Regions from separate parts of the Mus musculus genome. Here region 2 is linked to region 1. A link is a contact called in public Micro-C data. All regions are on one chromosome and are shown on one strand. Each heading gives the region's core, a stretch centred on a gene start, on an enhancer-like site or on the middle of the called end of the contact. The rest is flanking DNA. Distances are from core to core; before and after follow the strand shown. Region 1 holds the start of Rad18 (RAD18 E3 ubiquitin protein ligase). Region 2 overlaps Srgap3 (SLIT-ROBO Rho GTPase activating protein 3).

What was found. A called contact is a pair of places that touch in the nucleus more often than the background predicts.
Region 2: a contact with region 1 is called in a Micro-C map of embryonic stem cells, with 2.8 times the contacts expected there. The contact joins the enhancer-like site here to the promoter of Rad18 in region 1. A contact is called at or near these places in 1 of 39 promoter capture datasets (macrophages), 2 of 484 Hi-C or Micro-C datasets (embryonic stem cells and nephron progenitors), 4 of 115 datasets of contacts at active chromatin or transcription factors (bone marrow-derived macrophages and embryonic stem cells) and 1 of 9 other capture datasets (adipose tissue).

What each region holds. Positions count from the first base shown.
Region 1 is chr6:112,694,753-112,699,448 of GRCm38.p6, forward strand. It overlaps Rad18 (RAD18 E3 ubiquitin protein ligase), which reads right to left and starts at 1,918. Exons shown (of 12, transcript NM_021385.2): 1 at 1,792-1,918. The coding sequence starts at 1,842. Gm35824 (a long non-coding RNA gene) reads left to right here and starts at 1,916. Exons shown (of 2, transcript XR_377964.4): 1 at 1,916-3,503; 2 at 3,618-3,735.
Region 2 is chr6:112,754,542-112,759,237 of GRCm38.p6, forward strand. Srgap3 (SLIT-ROBO Rho GTPase activating protein 3) reads right to left here. Exons shown (of 22, transcript NM_080448.4): 12 at 30-132. Among named protein-coding and RNA genes, the nearest start is that of Gm26799, 57 kb to the left of the region's middle. Within about 2 kb of position 2,585, at least 8 of the 459 cell types and tissues checked have an H3K27ac peak or open chromatin away from gene starts, as enhancers often do. A contact at or near this core is called in embryonic stem cells, where this site is marked.

The sequences.
Region 1 (4,696 bases), core at 668-3,167:
ACAAAGTGATCATCAGAGTTACTAAGATGAGGGGACTGGGCAATGAGGGACATGGCGGAAAGGAGATCGTTTTTATTTTATGTATTTCTTGAACTGTATGAATCTGTTACTTAAAACACTGTGGAGGCTGAAGAGATGGCTCAGCAGTTAAGGGGACCTGTGCTGGATTCCCCGTGCCCACACACGGCTCCCAGCCATCCAGGACTCCAGCTCCAGGCGAGAGGACGTCGTCTCTGACCTCCATGGGCACCAGGCATGTATGCAGTGCATATACATACAAGTAGGTAAAGCACTCAATGCGAAAAATAAAATAAATAATTCTTTAGAATAATTAATGTAAATATAAGCAAATACAACCAAGGGAGTACCTACTTTTAATCTTAACACTTCAGTGGCAGGAGCAGGAGTATCCAAGCTTCAAGCCTACCTGCACTACTACATAAGGAGCCCGTCATAAAGCCAAACACAAACCAAAAAGTTGTCATTTACAGTCCATATGAAACATTACATAGCTATAAAAACCTGCTTGTGCTGGGCAGTGGTGGCACATGCCTTTAATCCCAGCACTTGGAAGGCAGAGGCATTGAGGTCTGTGAGTTCTAGGCTAGCCTGGTCTACAGAGCTAGTTCTGGGATAGGCAGGGATTCAACAAAGGAGGCCTGTCTCAAAAAACAACACACACACACAAAATAAAACAAACAATAATCAGTTGTGGAAGGGAAATGTTCAGGTTGTAATAGATGCATTGTTTGTAAGAACAGAAGGAAAAAGCCTGCACTCAGAGGACAGAGCTAGTTACGGGACAGCCAAGGATATCCAAAAAAACCCCTGTCTCAAAAAACAACAATTATAAAAGCAAAGAATAACCAACTGTCATAGGGAAACCGTCTAGGTTATAACAGATACAACGTAAGCCTGCTGCACTCAGCAGACAGAGGCAGGAGGGCTACCCAATCTTGGTAGAAAACAAACATCAAAACAAAAAACATCCACCGGATGGGCAGAGGTGGCACACATCTTTAATCCCAGCACTTGGGAGGCAGAGGCAGACAAGCAGATCTCGCTGAGTTCAAGGCCAGCCTGGTCCTACAAGAGCAAGGCTACACAAAGAAACCCTGTCTCAAAAACAATCAAACAAACAAACAACACATCCTACTAAATGTTATTTAAGGGAGATAATTCAGTATGCAATAATTCCTTAAAAGGAAAGGCTAAGCGCTGGGTCTAGGTCCTGGTCTCTCTTTTAAAAAGATGTGAGCCAGGGGCTACAGGGTATGACCTCGTCTCCTAAATTAATAAAATAAATAAAAGTTAAATAAAGAGAGATGCGTCATTATTGAGTCATGGAGGGCACATTAGGCAGGGAAGCCGGATGCAGTGTGTTAAGAACGTGGAGGACTTCTGGACCACAGCCAGAAATGGAAAACCATGATAAGCGGACCCTCTGCTATACTGCTTGATTATAAAATGTCATCCGATGCAACGTCCACACAAATCACGAGTGGTGTCACTGTTAACACAGGAGTCCTCGTAGGATGTGATGTCACCATCGTTGACACTACTTTACGGGGAGACGCGGTGATAGTGACAGAAACCCAAAACATCCGGTTCGTTAGGGCGGCGACCTAAGGCTGACTGCGCAGGGCCGCGGCGCGTTCCCGGACCGTCTCGGGGGTTGGAAACTGAGGACCGGCGTCGCGAGGCCAGGTTAGGGCCGAGGCGGCGGCGCGCGGACCGGGGTGCCTGTTCGCACCGACGACGTCCGCGCCCCGGCCTTCCCCCGACACTCACCTTCATCACCGCCAACCCCGGAGGCCATCGCGGCTCGGCCAGGACCTCCATGGCCGCACCTGATGAGACCGCCAGCTACCGGCCCGCCACGCAGCTCCTCTACTCGAAATTCCCCGCGCTACACCGTACGTCAGCTACGTGCGGCGCGCTCGCGGCGAGCGCACGGCATGCTGGGAGCTGTAGTTCTTGTGCGTTGGACGTTAGCGGCTTCGGAAGACCGAAGGGGAAAAAGTGAGACATTCCAGGGCGTAGCCTGGAGCGATGCAGGCGTTTGGACCTCTTGGATCCCGAGAGACAAGAAGATAAGTGAAAGATTAAAAGCAGCTTTAATCTGTCTTATAAAATGAATAAACAAAAGATTCCGGAAGGTGATTGAATATTAGGAAAAAGAAACCAAATGAAGCCTAAGCCTTGGTAGAGAGTTCAAGATCTAGGCTCAGGTCTTCCCTCTTCAGGTAGTAATCTCTGGTTGCTTTAGAGATCTGTCTTGCTCCTTGAAAATATCTAAAGTTACACTTCTGTCTCAACTCCTCTTTCTGTAAGCATCCACGAGAGCCACATAGAGCCTCTGTTCTTCAAAGGTAACCACGGCTAATATTGGCACTTAGTTCTCAGATAGTCCCCATGTATAAAAGGACCAGTGTTAGCAAAGAGTGTTATTAAATCAGTTTAACAGGAACCCACATTCTTTTTTATCAAATTACTCCATCTACTTGAGAGGCTCCTCACCCTCTTCCATCTCCCAGGTGACGCCTTATCTCCCGGACCTGTCTCCAGAAAGGTTCCTTTTAGGCTCATTTAACCAGAGCTCCATTATCTGGATGTGGAACGCTGACCAACACACAGCCAGCCTGGCTACTCAGTTCAGCACTCATCTTCTGCCTTCTGTGGGCCTCCGCTGTACTAGGTCTCAGGGGCCACAAGTTGGTCCAGATGACTCGCAAGACAGAATCCCGAAGCTTGCGGTATCACTGATACCCCGGTGGCCCACACATTCACCGATTCAACATGTATGTTTTGAAGACTTACAATGGACCAGGCATGTGAGCTCTCCTGGAAAGTAGGGGGAGAGATGTGGCTGTTACAGACACTTTACAGGTGTGAAGACTAAAACCCAGCAGGTTAGGAATTCATTCTTTTGAGTTTTTATCATAAAATAATCCCTGTAATCTGAGCCAATTAATTTTTCCTAGCCTACAGTCACAGATGAACTGTGCAACACCAACACAAACAACATTTAGGTGATAGTTTACTTATTACAGTAATAGCTAACACATATTAGACCACCTGTATTCAAAGCACTCCTGTGGCTTTGGGTTGTTTTGTTTTGTTTTGTTTTTGCATCATGCACTTACTTGGTTTACTCATTATTCAAAGGAAAGAAAAATGGGTAATTGGTGCAGAGCATTCTGCAGCTAAGTAGAAGCAGGGCTTGAACTCAGGATGTTGGGCTTTTGAGCATATAAACTACCACAGAATCGTCTCATAAGAGTCTGTCTGGTCAAGACAGTTCTTTCCGCATGCAGATACGGAACCCAGTGTCAGAACAGCAAGAGGATTCAGACACTGAATCTAGCAAGTCGGCAGCCAGGAGGTAAATGGCAGATTAGATGCAAGGTGGATTTGTACCAACCCATCAGGGGAGAGTACTCACATGAACTCTAGGTTGAGTTGGGTGCTGCTGGATAGTTCTGGGAACATCGGAGGGGCAGGTGGCAGATTAGATGCAAGGTGGATTTGTACCAACCCATCAGGGGAGAGTACTCACATGAACTCTAGGTTGAGTTGGGTGCTGCTGGATAGTTCTGGGAACATCGGAGGGGCAGGTTGCCGTGCAAAGATACGGCAATAACAAAAAAGCAAGTTTGCCATAGTTATTCCTTTAGGGTTCTCTTTGGATACTGGGCAATTAGGTTAACAAATGACTGGGGAGTGAAAGAGAAATGTGTGAGAAAAGAGGGAAGAATAGGGGAGGGACAGAGAGAGGGGGAGGAAAGGAAGAGAGGGGGGAAGGAGGGAGGGAAATGAGGAAAGAGAGAAAAGAGGTGGGGCTGGGGAGGCACTCTCTTCTCTGCAGAGCCTCCAGGTCACACCCCAATGCCATTCATCTCTGAACTCTTGCCACCAACCACTCAGTGAGATGGAATTAATGAGCAAATTACCAGTGAGCTCACATTCCCAGGTCATCTTTTCCTCCTGAGCTAAATGTTTTCCTCCTGTCCTCTTTAGCAGCACCCAAGGAGCCATGTCACCTCTGGGCCTAGGGAGGAAAGTTCCAGGGAACAAGCAGGTTCTAGAAAGACCATTATGGGCTCAGGGCAATATGCCTCCCCTTTTCCCTCCCTTAAGCCTCAAGAGCCATTCTCCTGTCTCCTGACAAGCTGCCGTCTGTCTCTGAGAAACATGCCCTTCTTTTAGATCAATAACGAGCTTGTGCCTCTTTATTCAGGAGCAAAAACAAAATGTTCTGTATTTAAAAAGCAGACAAGAGTCAGAGGCTCTCCCATAATACTTAGCCCCAAGTGAAGAGCCAGGATAGGTTGACTCCATGAAAAACAGATGCCCAGTAAACTTGAATTTCAGATATACAGCAAATAATTTAGAAGTATAGTGTGTCACAAACATATAACATACCTATATTTTAAAAAATATTCCCTGATTATCTGAAATTAATGGTTTAACCTGGACATCTGGTGCCTTTATTTGCCAAATCTGACAACCCTAATCAGGGCAATGTCTTCCCAGCCAAGTGGGACCTGTCCTTGGCTCACCCTGGATGTCTCACGGTCCTGAGCTCCTGCCAAAGGCCTCTTTGCATCCCACCTTCATCTCTTCCCTCCATCCTTCTCATCCTAATTCACTTTCTTAAAGAGTTTGGGATTTTGCCCTCCTTCCTTCCTGTCTT
Region 2 (4,696 bases), core at 1,335-3,834, 60 kb after region 1:
CGCGGACTCCACGGCTCCCCAGCAAGTACCTTAATGAACGCTTCCATACTGCCGTTAAAGAGTTTATGGCTATACACTGAAAGAGGCCTAGGTCTCCTCATTTTCTGTGGTTTAGGGGGAAGACAGGGGGGCCTAGGGGAAAACGGAACAAAAGAAATCAAGAAGGCAACCAACATAAACGTACCGCTGGGAGAGACGCTCTTCAAACCCACAACTGGAAGAGAACACAAAATGCAGAGGGAGCCCCTGGCCCCCAACACATTCGTTCCCCATGTTCCATCTGAAGGCCTCTGGATGGTTTAGGTCTTAGTTTACCTACAATGCCAAGCAGGAGCAACTCTCACAAAACACAAATGCATTCTACTTTAAGGGGTATGGGGTGTATCCAAGAAGCCCCTGCAATGCCAACCAGAGGCTGGCATCCTGCAGACCAGATGGAGGGGAGGAGGGGAGAAAGGTGTCATCTGTAGCCCAAGAAAGCAAGAGACTTTCAAGCATCATCAAAAGGGTTAATTTTTCATAATATCGGCTTAAATCTGTCACCAAGGCCCAACTCCCAGTGTACCAAGGGCACTCTCTTCCTGATGCCTCTTGGCATTTCAAAGGCATATGACTCATCTTTGTTGCATGGATCTGAGAGCTAGACAGATAGATGTCAGGATGCAAGCTGCTCCTTCTTTAGGATCCGTAGGTGGCCTGGGATGTTATCCCACTCATCGGTCAAGAACATTTTGGATCAGAGCGCTGTCAAACCCATTACCACACTTAACCCGGTGTCTTCCTATTACACGTGGCTCTATTCTACAGAAACTAAGGCTCAGAGAAAAAGAGCAGTGAGTCAGACCCACCCACCTCTACCCACTTCCCCTCCAAGGAAGTGAGTTTGTTTGTTTATTAATTTGTTTGTTTGTCTTTTACGTTTCAAGTCATGGGCATAGTGCCAGGACATCATGCCATTTCTAGCTGCAGACGTGTCTGCCCCATCAGTCCATGGCAGGAGTCAGGTTGAAAGTGTCTTGCTTTGCTTTCGGATCTCCATTCCCTGGGTTCTGCTGTCAGCCACAGGGAGGGGAGTCCTGATACCACAGTCCACCAGGAGCAATGAAATGGCCACAGACACCAGACCCGTGTCCACAATTGCTCGCCATGCATGGGCCTGGACTGGCTTCTTTGCTCATTTCCTTACACAAACTGGCCCGACTCAACACTGGGGACCTTCAGGGAAAGGGATTTTAGAAAGTTTGGAGGAAGCACCCTTCCCAAATGAGGCAGCTTACTTTCAAATGGTTTGGCTCAAGCTATGGGAACAATGAGTGTATATTCAGCCAGGCAGATAACGGGCATATATGAGAAGCAAAGACTTGCCCCTTCTCCAAGTCTTGATTGACTTCTGTGTATTGGCAAGAATCTTCTGTTTGTTTCTGAGACAGGATCTCATAAAGTCCAGGGTGGCCTCAAGCTTGCTATGTAGCCGAGTATGACGTCATACTCCTGATCCTCCTGCCTCCATCCTTTCAGTGCTGGGATTATAGGCATGCACCTTTGCACTGGGTTTAATGTGGTGTTAGCAACTGAACTCATGGCCTCGTGCATGCTAAGCAAGCATTCTACCAACTAAAGTATATCCTCAGCCCACACAGGCAAGAATTATATGGACTGTGGAACCAACCAACACGAAGGAGGCTTGCCCTGCCTCTCTCCCTTGGGCTTCCTGTGCCCATGTCCTTCAGCAGCCCAGCCATACAGGACACTCTAGCCAAGTCCTCCAGAATGTTTCTAAGTGTTGAGCAAAGGCTGCTAGCTCCAGGACATGCATGGGCAAACGGGCAAAGTCCAAACAGCATGCCACCCAATCAAGGGCACCAAAAGAACAGCACAATCCAAACTCTGAGGAGAAACAGCTGGCAGGATTATCTCCAGCCCATCTCGGACGGATGTGAATTTGGTTAGCTAAGTCCATGTCATTTCCTTTTTGTAAAAAAATACTACATCTTTTTTGAGAATGTGTGAAAACAGGGAGGGGGAATCTCATATAGTGGCTCTCTGCTTTTGAATTTTCAAATGTAAAAGCCAAGAGAAAAAAAAAATATGACACAAAGCCACAGGATCCAAATTTAGGGATGAAGAATAAGGAGGATGGCAATGCCACCATTTTTGTTTTCCTAGTACTGTGGGCTCTGGAGACACTTCTCCCACATTGCATGATTAACCCCCTCGCAAGTCTGGGAGGCCAAGGAGCCCACAGGAAATTAAGAAATTTGCCAGTGGCTACGCAGATGGGATCTATCAAGAGCCGGGAGTGGAGTGGAATGCAGTTCTTCCTACTGGAAGCTCCATCACAGGTATGAAGTAGAGAGAGGGATCTTGCTAACTGTCTATCCATCTCTCGAGGCCGGCAAGAATGGGGATCTTGGCACAGGCACTGAAAAGGCAGAGTCGAAAGCTCTAGGAGCAGGATATGCTTCCCCAGGTTTTTCCTGCCAAGTCCAGAGTATAAAAGAAAATGAAGGCCTCTTTCCCCACCCCATGGTGCACTGGGGAGTGGCTGGAATCTCTGACAAGGAAACGTAGCTATCCCAACTTTGAATGACACCAAATCTGTATCAACTTACTGGAATGCTGGGTGGGGCACAAAGTGGGGAGCAGGGGGGCAGCTCAGCCAAGGAAAGTGGGGCAGCCTAAGCCTTCCATCTCTTCTGCTGCTCAGTTGCAGAGCAAAAACAAAACAAAACAAAACAAAAAAAGGAAAGAGAGAGAGAAGGGAAAACAGGAGCAAGCCACAGAGAGGAGAGAAGGATACCAGAGACAATGGCAATGGCCCCTCTCTGCCTTTCAGCTGGGATGAAAATTAGCATATGCTGGCAACACAGGCGTGGCCTCAGAATTAGTCTGCGACAAAAAGCGAGAGATTAAGAATTCCCCCAAACAACCCAACAGATGTGGGTGTCAGTATCCAAAATGGTGTCAACACTGATGTTCAAGGGCTTGTGGATTCTTGGAAGCTGACTGAAGTTGGATATAAACTGAGCTGCATCTGATAGGTCGTGACATCTCCCTTCACATAAGGACTCGGGCCTCTTGTCAACCTGCTTAAGGAAGCTGATCTCCTTTCAAATCATAATGATCAAGAACTGGTGTTTGCATCTCACTTTGCCGTTTTTAATCAATTCTTCAAAGTCCATTAGCACATCTGGTCTGCCTATAGGAACTGCTGAACAGCTTTGAGAACAGCGGGGCTACGGTGAATTGAGGCCGTTCACAAATCTGGCTTTAAGTGTGAGAAAGAGGCCAACTAGACAAGGGCAAGAGCAAGTTGGCTGAGGGAACCTGCACGGACGAGGGTCCCAGATGCCTCTGACTGTGAGAATCTACTGTCGACACAGCCGAGGTGCAGAGACAGATCATCCGGGGCCTCTGGGACTCATTTTAAAACCACTTTCAGGTTGACAGTGAGGTCCACAAGCTCAATAATGAGCCAGAAAATATCTGGCTAGGTCTGAAATTTGGGACAGGATGCCTAAGTGGGAGGTCTAGTCATCCAAACTTCGACTTCCCAATCCCTAGGCCAAAGCAATTGTAGAAGACAGTATTTCAGACGGTTTAAAAAAATATGTATATATAGGGGTTTGGGTTTTTTTGGTTTTTTTTTTTCTTTTTTTGAGATAGGGTTTTTCTGTTTAGCCCTGACTTTTCTAGAACTCTCAAATCTGTCTGTCTGTCTGTCTGTCTGTCTGTCTGTCTGTCTGTCTCTATCTATCTATCTATCTATCTATCTATCTATCTATCTATCTATCTATCTATCTATCTATCTATCTATCTATTTCCTGGGCTTTCTTGGGGCTGGGGGAGCCTAAGACCTGGCCAAGGGATATATTATGGCTCTTCTCCACCCCGACCCCATAGTCTGCTGGAGCAATGTCCTGCCTGCATCTTACAGATTAGGAGGCAGGAAGACACGGCCCAATTCATCCCACTTTGGTATAAAGTTCTCTGAGTTTTATAGCAATACTCTCTTACCAGAAAAAAATAAAAAGAGTAACAAATTTGGGTTTTTCAAATGTGACCTGAGCAACTGCTGTTCCACACGTGGGACGGTCCTTGCCTGTGAATCATCTCATTGTTTCCAAACTGCCTGGGCCAGATGAACATCTGGATTCCTGGAAAGCTCTAAATCTCCAGGTCCAACATATTTAAATCCCACAGCTTCCCAAGCCTTTGCCACGCCCACTTGCTTCCCCAGGAGCAGGGAAGAGTTCAAGGGTCATCTTTGCTGTTGCCAAGTAGGACAGCTTTTCAGGATTCTGAGCCATTGGAAAGGACTGGTTTGGAAGTAGAGTGTCACTGGGTCACTGAGCCCCTTGCCCCATCTCAAAACGAGGTTAAAAAAAAAAAGTAGCTACCAACTGCCACACACGATAGAGGGCGGATCTCTGGGCCAAATGCTAGATTCCTGTTGAAAATCCAGACACCAGGGCAGCACTGGCTGCTTAGGCATCTAATGCCTGTGAAAGGCTGAAGACTGCTGAGTGGAAGTGGTCACTGGCTCTGGTGTGCTCAGGGGAAGCACAAAGGAAGATGCGGAAGGAGCCAGGAGGAAGCCTGGGTTCCCTATCTTACTGGCCTAGTCAGTGCATCCAAGTTCCCACTAAACTTCAAGCCAAAGTATGATGGGCAGTACAGGGGTTTAGGGTGGGAG